2 separate regions of the Mus musculus genome follow, and region 2 is linked to region 1. Evidence: chromatin contacts called from public Hi-C data. All regions are on one chromosome and are shown on one strand. Each heading gives the region's core, a stretch centred on a gene start, on an enhancer-like site or on the middle of the called end of the contact. The rest is flanking DNA. Distances are from core to core; before and after follow the strand shown.

Region 1 (6,761 bases), core at 4,199-6,698:
CCAGGAACATTAGGTTTCCCATTGGAAGAAGCCAAGTGTGATAGTAAGGAATGGAATCCAATGCCCTCTTCTAGTGTGACAGCTACAGTGTACTCATATACATAAAATAAATAAATCTTTAACAAAAAAAAAAAAAAAAAAGGAGAAGGCGGGAAAACTGCTTCCAGGAGAAAGGTTTATCCTGGCCCTGGTCTCAAGTTATAATCCATCATTGTGGGGAGGTCAAGGCAGCAGGAGGAATTAGAAGCAGCTAGCCAGAGACACAGTCAAGAACAGAGAAAGAATGAATGAATGGATGGATGGATGAATGAATGGATGTGTGTTTATCAATGCTGGGCTCATTCTACATGTATGATTCGGGACCCAAACCCACAGAATGGTGTCACCCACTTCTAAGAGGGGTCTTCCCTCATCAGCTAACAATTAAGACTATCTCGGGCTGGAGAGATGACTCAGCGGTTAAGAGCACTGACTGCTCTTCTAGAGGTCCTGAGTTCAATTCCCAGCAACCACATAGTGACTCACAACCATCCATAATGAGATCTGATACCCTTTTTTGGAGTGTCTGAAGACAGCTACAGTGTACTTATAATAAATAAATAAATAAATAAATAAATAAATAAATAAATAAGACTATCTCACCCAGGACTTCCCACAGGCCAACCTGATCTGAGTTCAATTCCCAGCAACCACATAGTGACTCACAACCATCCATAATGAGATCTGATACCCTTTTTTGGAGTGTCTGAAGACAGCTACAGTGTACTTATAATAAATAAATAAATAAATAAATAAATAAATAAATAAATAAATAAATAAGACTATCTCACCCAGGACTTCCCACAGGCCAACCTGATCTGGGCTCTCCCTGAGACTCCCTTTAAAGGAGATTCTAGACTGTGCCAAGTTGTCAACAATTGTCACATCCTGGAACAAAGGGTCCCTCAGTCCCAGCATTTATCTGTCCTTTCTGAGTCTGTAGGTGATGACGCTTGAGTGGATCAGCTTCAGGCTCTGAGCCTTGAGGCGTCCATTTTGTTTCCTTTGAATCCCACCTGAAAGTCCTACAGCTTCCTGAAGAATCCCTTCCCATGGTGAAGATTAAATAGTCTGGACATGAGAGAAAAGTGTGGGAAGATTTTAAACATGGTTAAATGAACTTTACGATGAGAAATCTATTTCCCTTATTACATAGCCAAAAGCCAAGTTCAATAGACTATTCCTGAGATTTTTACACATACACACACATATATGTATATAAAATATATACTATATAAATATGTAACATGTCATATAAATATATCATATATAAATATATAAGTATATGTAATATATGGCATATTATAGATTCATAGATAACATATATATTCATAGGAACACTGTTTTCCTTCTGTTTAGTTTTTCTTCAGTTTGAGACAGGGTCTCACTATGTAGCCCTGGATGGGCTGAAATTCACTATGCAGACCAGGCTAGCCTCACACCCACAGATCCATTTGTCCTGCCTCCCAGTCATCTGTCTTGAGCTGCGGCAATGCTTAACCCCTGATTACTCTCTGAGCCAACACAAAGGATTTGCGTTCTGCTCTGTGCAAATTTGGAGTTTAAGATACAGATTTCGAAATCACTTTTCTTAACCACAAGCCGAAACCCAAAGTCTTGCTGGGATTTTTGGTTGGTGTGGCTTTGCCATTCACAAGAAAACGGTGTCTTGGGAGGGATTGTCTATTGGAAAGATGATCCCGAAAGGCCAAAAGTCCAAAGCTGCCAGTGTGACCATGGCTTCTCCATTGCCAAGCTGGACAAACCCCCTCTGCCCTTGAACAGTTGATAGCATGGGGTGGGAGAGGGAAGAGAATGCAGTCACCTTTTTAAGGGAGCCTGCTTTGGTTGTGAACCGATGGCTATGAAGATCAGAGCAAGTCCATATTCCAAGTCTTCAATGGACCATGTCCTTTGAACATGAAAGGCCTAACTCAGGCTCCGTAAGGCATGCAATCCCTTAAGTGATGGTCACCCTGGGCTAAGGTCCAGCTGAGAAGAAAGACAAAGCTTCAAGGCTCAAATCTTTGTAAGAATGGGACATTTAACTACAACATGAATATCCAAAAATATGCTGAAGGCCGGAAGTGGGAGGAGAACCCAGTGGCTTTGGTTTCCCTGCGATGCCACCTCAGGCTAGCACAGAGCCCCGCCTCCCTCTTCCTTTTCTACTTCAGGACCAAGTGAGTGGCTTCACTCCTAGGCAGTGGGCTCCAGCCCTTAGATCTCTCTAACCTTTATTTCTCAAGTTCCAAAAGAGTATGTTTTGGGAGGTAATCTGCTCCTGTGTCTATTTGGTGGCCTTCTCCCTCCCTCCCTCCCTCCCTCCCTCCCTCCCTCCCTCCCTCCCTCCCTCCCTCCCTCCCCACCTCCTACCATCCCTTTGGAATGGGTGGGCCCTGGGAGCAATGCTTGGTAGAAGGGATCCATCTGCCTTCCCATTCATTGCCTATACTCAGACACCATTAATGCAGCTCACAGCCCAATCCAGACTCTGAAACCTATCATTTCTGAATCTTGCAGTAATTAGTGGACTTCAAGGAGTGGAATTCTCTTCTCCCCACACAAGATACGTGTGACTTCATAGCTCATGCTTTGCCCCATGTAACCCTTTAGGTTTGTTTTACAGCCCATTCTGATGGTCCACATCTTCCAGGACACTCCCACCCACCCACACACACATACACATAGTCTCCTTCTCCCTCCCCCTCCCCCTCCCCTCTCCCTCTCCCTCTCCACCTGGATACTCTGTCCTTCTAGGTACTGTCAAGATGGTGCATTGAAAGCTGGAGAACTAACTCAGCAGTTTAATATGTGGGATGCTCTTGGGGAGAACCCAAGTTCAGTTCCAGTACCCACATCAGGTGGGTCACAACTTTGACTCCAGGGAACCCAGTGCCCTCTTCTGGCCTCTGAGGGCACTGTATTTGGGGTACACATACCTATCATTTTTTAAGATTGTGTGTTGCTTCCTTGGGGGCTTTTCTGTATCACTGGCTGCCTTCGTATATATATCTCCAGTAGCTAAGAAGTCTCAACTGTCTGTCTCTGCAGGACCCTGATGTCTAGCCAGGTGATAGAATGTGATTATGAGTCAAGGAATTAACAATAGCTGACAAGATATAGCTTGAGGATCTAGAAAGAAAACCAAAACTTGGGACATAGAACTTTGGCCACTATGAGGCTTAGTTTTGAACTTGGTGGCATTGCTGTGGAATTACCATGGAAACAAACCTCTGGGCATAGCTATGAGCGGGTTTCTAGATTCATTTAATTGAGATGGAAGACACACTCTGGGGTTAGTGACAGGACTTGATTCAGAAGTCAGGTTGAATAGAAAGGAGAAAGCCAGAGGAACATCTGTTCAGCCCTGTGCTGGTCTGGGTTCTCCAGAGGAAGAGAACTGACAGAATGCATCTACATACATTAAAAGGAGATTAGAATGGCTTACAGCCTGTGGTCAGGCTCGCCCACCAATGGCTGTCATGACAGAAAGGCCAGCAGTTGCTCAGTCCTTGAGGCTGGCTGTCTCCGCTGGTCTTTGGTCAGTGTTGGATTCTGGAGAAGTCCGTTCCAACTGCCAGTGAAGGAAGCCTCGGCAGGAGGAGAGATGGGCTTGCCAGGGAGAGTGAGGGCAAGCAGGCAAAAAGCAAGGCTTCCTTCTTCCATGTCCATTGAAAGATGCTGCAGCCAGATGGTGTGGCCCAGACTTAGGGTGGGTCTTCTGACCTCAAATGATCCAATCAAGAAACATGGCTCACAGGTGTGCCCAGCTGTTTGGATTTTAGTGGATTCTCGGTATGGATGAGTTGACAAGCTAGATAGCCACCACAATCACTCTGTACTTCCTGTGGATGCCATGTGATCTCCTGCCACAAAGCCTTCCCTGCCATGACAGACTGCACCCTCAAACTGTGAGCCAAAATAAAGCTACCTTCCTTGGGCATCTTTGTCAGCCATTTTGTCTCAGTCATGAGAACAATAGCTAACATAGCCCACTTGGCACTGAAACTCAGACTCAAGTTCAAGTTATAAGGTTTAGACTACTGTGGTGGTTTGAAAGAAAATGGTCCCCATAGACTCCTAGAGAGTGATACTATTAGGAGGTGTGGCTTGTTGGAGGAAGTGTGTCACTGGGGGTGGGGTTTGAGGTCTCAGATGTTCAAGCCAGGCCCACTTTCTTTCTGCTGCCTGCTGATTCAAATACAGAACTCTCAGCTACCTCTGCAGCACCATGTCTGCCTGCATGCCACCATGCTTCCTGCCAGTATGAGAATGGGTTAAACCTCTGAACTGTAAGCCAGCCCCAATCAACTGTTTTCCATTATAAGAGTTACCACGGTGATGGTGTCTCTTCACAGCAATAGAACACTGACTAAGACAACTAATATATTCTGGGCCACTCTGATCCAACCTCTTCATTCCACGGGACTTATCTCTGTCAGAGTTGACAGATGAGAACCCTAAAGACCCTTCAAGTCAGAAGTATCTCATCCTGTGTGCCTGTTGTCTGAGGAAGTTTTACTTACATGCATGAGTACAAGTGCATGTGTACGTGCGTGTGTGTGTGTGTGTGTGTGTGTGTGTGTGTGGTGTGCACACACATATGTGTGGATGTCCATGTGCCTGTGTGGGGAGGTTAGAGAAGGACAGTGCACGTCCACCTTTGTCCTCCTTTGCCTTATCCCACTGAGACAGGGTCGCTCCTGAGCTGGAGCTACACTGGTAGTCAGCAAGCCCTAGCGATCCTCTGCTTCTGCTCGCACAGAGCGAGGTTACAGGTGAGTGTAGGCAGAGTCATGCCAAGATTTTTTTTTATATGTGCTCGCATCTGAACTCAGGCCCTCACGCTTGTGTGGCAAGGGTTGTCAACCACTGAGCTGTCTCCCTAGCCCTTAAGGCTCATCTTGTGCAGCCTTAGAGGAGACAGGAAGTGTGATTCTACAGGTAACTGTAATCCTCTACAGGTGCAGAGGAACATGCTAGCTGGGGAGTCGTACATGGTTGTGGAGCTGAGAATCCTGGCTCCAGAAGTTCTGGCACTATGACAGGTGACTTCATAGCTCCAACAATATCGCCTGCTTCTCACAAGCTCCAGTGTCTGAGGCTTCCAGGAAGCTCTGTGAGGTAGGGAGAGAGTTGGCTGGGATGCTGCTTGCTTATTACTACTTTGCTTTAAGCAAAATTCCAACCGTGAGATTTTGCTGCCCCGTGTCTCTAGCAGCTCAAACAGCATGTGTCAGTAACAAGTTGTTTCTTCCCCTCCTGTATATTGTAATGAGAGCCGTTCTTCCAGGGAGCCAGATACTGCAATTACGTAGCAAAAAAAGGGGACCAGCCATGTGTCTGATGACTAAACCAGCTTTACCTATTTGTCTGCTTTTCTATTCTGGGAAAGGACCAGAGTGTGCTATGTGTGGAAAGCGAAGTCTACACATGCTCCCAGACACATCCCTTCATGGCTCCTTCCGGGGCTGCACAGCAGAGTGAGCCTTGAAGAAATGGAAGGAAGATTGGAGCTCTGGCTCAGTGGTTAAGAGAACTCGGTACTCTTCTGGAGGGTCCAGATTCAATCCTCAGCACCCACGTGGTGGCTCACAACCATTTGTAACTCTAGTTCTAAGGGACCTAAAGCCCTCTTCCGGCCTCCAGAGTACCAGGCATGTGTACATAGTACACGAAATACATGTAGCCAAAACACCCAGAGAGCTGGCAGGAGAGATTCTTCTTTTGTAATGACTGTCTGCTGGGTAGGCTTAGGATGTGAGAGATAAAAGCCCCTCACAGCTTCCTCTACAGCCTCCTTGTACTGAGAGGAAAACAGAGATGGGAGGTAGGGAGAGGAGGGGCAGGGGTAGACACAACCCCTGGGTTGGTGTGCCCTTCCCCCAACCTTGAGTTGACTAAACAAGTCTCCGAAACCGGAGCCAGCCTCCCTACATTTGTGTCTTCCTGCCTGAGACCTGAGCAACTGATTGCCTACAGAGCTTCCTTTGCTACTCAATCCAGCTAAAACAGGGATGGGTTTGGGGGGGTTGCCTATACAAAAACAGAGCTTAAAAAATTAAGATTTGAGCAGAGACTGGAGGGATGGCTCAATGGGTTACAGTGCTTTCTATCCAGACATAAAGACCTGAGATCAGAACCCAACACCCACAGGGAAAAAAATTAGACATGGCCATGCACTTGCCTGTAACTCCAGCATTGTGAGAGGGGCCATTTGGCTTGCAGGTTCCATATGGGGTCCTGTTCTGAGAGAATAAGGCAGAGAATGATAGGACATCTGGCATCATCTCCTGGGCTCTGTGTGTGCACAGGTTCACATGTACACATACACTACACACCAATGCACCACATTCACACACACATGCCCATACGCATATATACACTCACATGCATATACACACATACACATATACACATACACACATATGCATACATACATACACCCACATGCACATATGCATGCACTCACACACATACTCACACATATGTACACTTTCACAATGCACATATACACTCATACACATACATACATACACCCACATGCACATATGCATGCACTCACACACATACTCACACATATGTACACTTTCACAATGCACATATACACTCATACACATACATGCAAACACACTTACACACATGCAAATGCACCCATATACACATACACACACTCACACACATACATACACACATATATACATGCATAAATATACACA
Region 2 (6,281 bases), core at 3,301-5,800, 130 kb before region 1:
CAGCACACGATGGGGATGGGGGTCAACTGTGTCACCTGGCTTTATGGAAGGGAACATGCTATTATGTTAATTACAGTGTCCCGGCTTTACTGGGAGCTGAAAATAGATGTATGTGGCTTCTAGGGACAGCCACTGACATTCCTTTGGCTTTTTCTGCTATGTGATTTTTTTTTTTTGAGCAATCTTTGCTTTGATTTAAAATGCTAAAAGGCTACCAAAAGCTGTGCTGTCTCAAGCATGTTGGAGGACAGCTTCCTGGGTCACTCCAAAGTCACCTTTGTCATGTCCATGGCTCTGTGCTCAACCATGAAGTGCAGTGGAAGAGAGAACAGAAGAGGTGGCCCCACCCTGCGGACCTTTATTCCAGCCTTTTTCTTCTCTGAGCTCTTCACATCTGTTAATGAGGAATCATGCACCACAGCCTGGCGTAGATGGGCCCAGGAGAGCTGTTCCCTGGAGGAGGCATTGGGAGAGCTTCAGGCTGACTCTGCAAGGAGGAGAGAGGAATTAGTGTGTACTGAGTTCCTGCCTGGAGCTCCTCTGAGCCCCAGACTTTTGCTGATCACAGCAGAAACTCTGGAAGGCAAACCTGGATGAGGAAGGATTTGTGAGCTAGAAACTGATCCACATCTGTCCATCCCCAGTTCCCAGCTTCCTGTTATATCAACATACAATCGGTGCCAGCCAGGAAGGATGACTTTCCCCTTTCTCAGGGAGAACATCTTGGGAGAGGGTAAGGTGAAGGGGAAAGGACAAGGCCACCTTTGTGACAGCCGACCTCCCGCAGGCCTCTTGTGCTTATATTCATGGACTCTAACACCTTTGGTGACATCACCATGTATGTGAGGTGTGATGTCCAGGAGCTGGACTCTGTGGACATGTGTCTGTGGGTCTAAGGCAAAGGGATTGGAGTAGGTTCTCTCCTATCCCAACTGGCTTCGATCTAAATGTGACTTGAAGAGAAGGGGGTGGCCAGGGATCACACGGCTGGTGGGTGGGTGGCATCCCTACATCCCTGCAGCAGCTGAACAAGGACTTTACCTCTGGTCATTATGGAGGAACTGAAGATTTTAGATGCTTCAGCATAAAACAGACAGGGCTGATTCATGTTCATTCAGGTGATAAACAGCCTCTCCCAATCAGTGGAGGAGAGATTAGAGCGTGCCTGAAGCTCACAAGCTGGTTTCATGGAGAGACTGTTTCTCTAGAGCTAGATAAAAAGGAATGAGCTAATGGGTCACAGTGGGCCAGACCAGTCTTGCTAAGAACTGTGGTGCCCCTAAAAGGCAACATGACCAGGAAAACCACAGCTCCCAAAACCACCCTACAAAGTAAAAACTTGTGAATGGTCTGGGGATAGAGGGATAGCGTTGGTAGGTCTAAAAAACGGCATGGACATGCAAACAAACAAAATCCCAGAGAATACCATGTTGGGTCCTCAACATTGCTCAGCTAGTAAGATGCTTTCTGCCAAACTCAGCGACCTGAGTTCAGTCCCTGGCAGTCCATGGTAGGAGAGAGAACTGACTCCCACAAACTGTCTTTCGACTTCCACACACCTTCACACACATAGATACACACAGACACAGACACATACACACAGAGAGAGAAACAGAGAGAAACAGAGACAGAGACAGACATACCTTCACACACACATAGACACACACAGATACACACAGAGAGAAACAAACAGACCTTCAGACACACACACACCTTCAAACATACATACACACACCTTCATATATACACACACACATACCTTCACACACAGATACACACACAGACACACACACAGAGACCTTCACACACATCTTTATATACACGTGCACCCCTTTACACACAGAGACACAGACACACACACACACAGACAGACCTTCACACACATCTTTACATACACACACACACCTTCACACACATACACAGACACACACACACTTTCACACACACACAGACACACACATTCACACACAGAGACACACATACACAGACACACATACAGAGACAGACACATACATAGAGACACAGACATACACACCTTCACACACAGGCAAACACACACAAGCACACACAGAGACACACATACACAAACATACAAACAAGCAAGCAAACCATATACTGAGGAGGAAAGAAGTTGGTGTTTATTCGTTTATTTCTCTAAGACAGAGTCTCACATTGGATCTCTGGTTGGCCTAGAACTCGATATGTGTGCCAGGCTGTCCCTGTAAATCAGGATCCTTCTGCCTCATCCTCCTGGATGCTGGGTTGCAGGCATGAGCCACTATGCCTGCTTGCCATCTATAGTCTTAGACGCTGTTGGCCTGGCACAGTTGCACTTGGGGCGCTAGCATTTACTGATGATAAGCATGTGCCTCTGGAGACCCCACGTGCTCCCTGTCTCTGTCTCCTCCTCTATTTCTGTCTGGGCCTCTATATCATTCCAACAGAAATACCAACATATGTTCACCAAGAGATAGTTCTAGATTTTTCATTGCATCCCTATTCATAGCAGCAAGAACTGGATGTCTTCCAAGAGCCCAGCGCTGATAGGATGAGGAACTGTGGGGCATTTAGACCACGAGATGCAATCAGTAGAAGGACTGGACTACTGTCAAGTACCTGCAGCTATGCCAGTGAGCCTCACCTGATGCTGGCAAAAGGAAACAGACACAGACACAGACACACAGACACACAGACAGACACAGACACACAGACACACACAAAGACACACAGACACACAGACACACAGACACACAGACACACACACACACACACACACACGGTACATGGGTGAATTCACAAAGACTAAACAAACCCAAAGGCCAGCCAAGGCAATCATGACTAGAGAAGCTAATATCATAGTTATCCTATGGTAGAGACAAGAGCATGAATGAGCATGAAGGGAGATTCAGAGGCACTGTGGGTGCCAGTGAGAACCTGTGTTCAATTTGCAGAAGACTCACACAGTATCTATGACGTGCAATTTTCTATACAGAGGTGTGCTAGCTAATTTAGGTTGTCGACATGGTGGGATCTGGACCCAGCTACAGACACGCTTCTCAGTGGGTCTGTGAGAATATTGCCAGGAAGGAATGAATGAGAAGACCATACCTCTTTGTGGACAGTACTCTCTGGTAGCTCAGTTATAAGGAAGCAGAGGGAAAAGCAGGTCTGCTTTGCCTATTCACCTTCACCTTCTACTGGTAAGCGCGCCTGCTCTGAAGACTCCAGCTTCTCTGGCTTGCCAAAAGATTGAAGACTGGTGGCTCTCTCTGAGTCCTCTGGCCCTTGGCAGCAGACCAGAATGGTTGAGATATGTAGCCTTGTGGACCAGGCAGCTCCTGACTCTCATCCTGTGTGTGGGCAACCACCATTGGACTACCCAGCCTGCCTAATGCAATCATTCTTTATCCTGTTGGTTCTTCTCTTCTGAAGAATCCTGGCTAACAGCATGGTGACACTTAAGAAATGAGTTAAAAGAGGGAAGCCTCACGTTTACACTCACAACTCATCTTCTCCTCTGACTAAATATTGAAGTCGGGGCTCAAGAATGTGGATCTGAGCCGGGCGGTGGTGGCGCACGCCTTTAATCCCAGCACTTGGGAGGCAGAGACAGGCGGATTTCTGAGTTCGAGGCCAGCCTGGTCTACAAAGTGAGTTCCAGGACAGCCAAGACTATACAGAGAAACCCTGTCTCGAAAAACAAAAAACAAAAAAACAAAAACAAAAGAATGTGGATCTGAAGTTAAGTGATCCCCTTTCTGGAATCTTCCCATGTGTTTCCTCTGGCCATTGTCCTGCCCTCACTTATGAGGCGGCCTCCATGTGTTCTTCCCTCACTGAGGCACTGGCTAAGGCCAGCTGCTCCATGCCTCAGATGTGTCTCTCCATGAGCATCCAGTGGGGTTGTCTCCCTCAGTGCTATGGGCTAGAACGTAGAGTGTTTGTAAACATGCTTTGGCCACAGTCCACACTATGGCCAAGCACCTTCTCTTTCCTCTTCCCCTCCCCCTCCATTCTCCCGGGCTCATTTCTCCTTTTCTCTCTTCCTTTCATCCCCTTCTTCTTTTACTTTACCCTTGGGCTATCTGGGATATTCTGGGGATGTTCTCAGGCTCCCATGATGCTCTGGGATTCATTCCAGACTCTGATTTGTCCAAGAAGGCACACCTGAGTGTGAAAAGTGGCAAGCTCCCAGCAAAGATCATGGTAAGATTATTTATTTTGTCTTCAGTTTTTCTATCTCAATAAAAAAGAAATAATAATGTCTTACCAAAAAAGAAACTCAACTCCCAACATACAATAGATGTTTAATGCATACACACAGTATGCCAACACACAGTAAACGTTTTTTAAAAATATCTTTACTTTGAGTGTGTTGCCTGCATGTATGTATGTGCATGTGTGTATGCATGCACGCCTGGCGCCTATGGATCCAGAAGCCCTGGAACTAGCGTTGCAGGTGGTTGCAAGCTACAGTGAGTGTACTGGGAATGAAAGCTGGGTTTCACGGAGGAGCAGCCGCTGCTGTTAACCGCGGAGCTGCCTCTTCATCCCCACAATAGATGCTGCTGACATCATCATGTGTCTGTGGCATGCTAACACTGGGTGGGCTGAGAGAAGCACCAAACTCCTACGTTAAAATTCCGCACCATCTGAAGCTTTCAGCAGTTTTGTTTTCTACAGCTGGTTATTGGTAACAGTATCATGCTGGCTCTGGGTAGGGACAGGAGAAGTGACTGATTTCTGTGGGCATGAGGTTCACGAGAGGAGACCACATAGCAGCCGAGGTAGGATTCTCAGCTAGACTCAACCTTATCAACTAATTAATCAGTTGGGTAGCGGAGGGTTCCAGAGGAGCCACGCCCATGGACAACGTTGAGCTTCTCCCATTGAACGTCTGCCTCAACTCCAGAGAAAAGTGGCATGCATGTGCTGAACGGTGGGAAGCTCTGACCTTGGAGACTCGCTTGTGAATCCCATTGTTGTGGGCTTTTGCTTTGCTCTTGACACAGGGTCTCATTACGTAGCCCAGGTCATCCTGGAACTTGTGATCCACCTGTCTCGTAGTGCTGGGACTGACAGGCAGGCACTGTCACACCCAGTTCAAAAGACAACCCTCCTCCTTCTCTTTCTCCTCCTCTTCCTCCTCTCCTTCCTCCTTCTCTCCCTCTTCCTCCTCCTCCCCATCCATTTTCCTCTTCTCTTTCTCCCTTTCCTCCTGGAATGCTAAGATGCATCACCACAGGTGACAGAGCCTTTTTATGGAGCAGATGGACAGGGCCGTAACTTATTTTTCAGTTCAGAGTTTTCTTTTTTTTTTTATTTATTATTTATTATATGTAAGTACACTGTAGCTGTCTTCAGACACACCAGAAGAGGGCGTCAGATCTCATTACGGATGGTTGTGAGCCACCATGTGGTTGCTGGGATTTGAACTCTGGACCTTCGGAAGAGCAGTCGGGTGCTCTTACCCACTGAGCCATCTCTCCAGCCCCAGTTCAGAGTTTTCTTTCTTCACTTTGGAGGGGGCACTGCTCCCAACGGCAAAGGCTGCCCCAACTCAACACAAGATGTTCCTGGGAGGGCAAGAGGTGGTGGTGTGGGGGGTGCAAAATAAATCAATTCCCACCAACTGGATGTTTGTTTTCTAATGTCCAGAGAAAGTTGTTCAGACATCTGCTTCACTTTTCCTGGGCAGAATAATCTCTGGTTTAACTCTGGACAGAGGGAGTGTGGTCCCATCTGGCCACTGGCTTCCAGAAGGGTTAGAATTTTGATCCTTTTTTGGTTACATGAAAAGCTCTATCTTTAGCTCCCATAATATTCCCCAAGCCCACTGATTTTGGGGGAGAGGCATAAAGAGCCTAGAATTTTCCCTAGACACGAACACTGGCTCTGTTCCCAAGGAGATGAGGATGGAAAATGGGAGAAAATGATACAGGGAGTTGAACACACAGATGGGTCCACGTGAAGAATGCAAAGACAAGTCCATGTGAAGAATAAGATGGGTCCACATGACGAATACTGGGGAAATAGAAACATCAAGATTTAGGGCAGAGAGAAACCCATGCCAAAGGACAAATAACAGCAAATTTAGTTTTGCAGCCTCAACAGGCTTTGTTTGTGAGCCTAGAGTCGGGGCTATAGATCCAGAATGGCTCACACTGCTGGATCCCCCAGGCTCATTTGAGGGGATCTGAACAGACAGTTGCTTGGGATTTCCTGGCTTCAAACCCGTGCCCCTCCACCTCTGCCTCCCGAGTGTAAGGCTTGCATGTGGA

The links. A called contact is a pair of places that touch in the nucleus more often than the background predicts.
Region 2: a Hi-C map of cortical neurons shows a contact between it and region 1, with 2.0 times the contacts expected there. The contact joins two enhancer-like sites. A contact is called at or near these places in 1 of 484 Hi-C or Micro-C datasets (cortical neurons) and 2 of 115 datasets of contacts at active chromatin or transcription factors (cardiomyocytes and embryonic stem cells).

What each region holds. Positions count from the first base shown.
Region 1 is chr9:120,714,433-120,721,193 of GRCm38.p6, reverse strand. No RefSeq gene overlaps it. Among named protein-coding and RNA genes, the nearest start is that of Gm39458, 42 kb to the right of the region's middle. Within about 2 kb of position 5,448, at least 20 of the 459 cell types and tissues checked have an H3K27ac peak or open chromatin away from gene starts, as enhancers often do. A contact at or near this core is called in cortical neurons, where this site is marked.
Region 2 is chr9:120,844,035-120,850,315 of GRCm38.p6, reverse strand. No RefSeq gene overlaps it. Among named protein-coding and RNA genes, the nearest start is that of Gm39459, 13 kb to the right of the region's middle. Within about 2 kb of position 4,550, at least 17 of the 459 cell types and tissues checked have an H3K27ac peak or open chromatin away from gene starts, as enhancers often do. A contact at or near this core is called in cortical neurons, where this site is marked.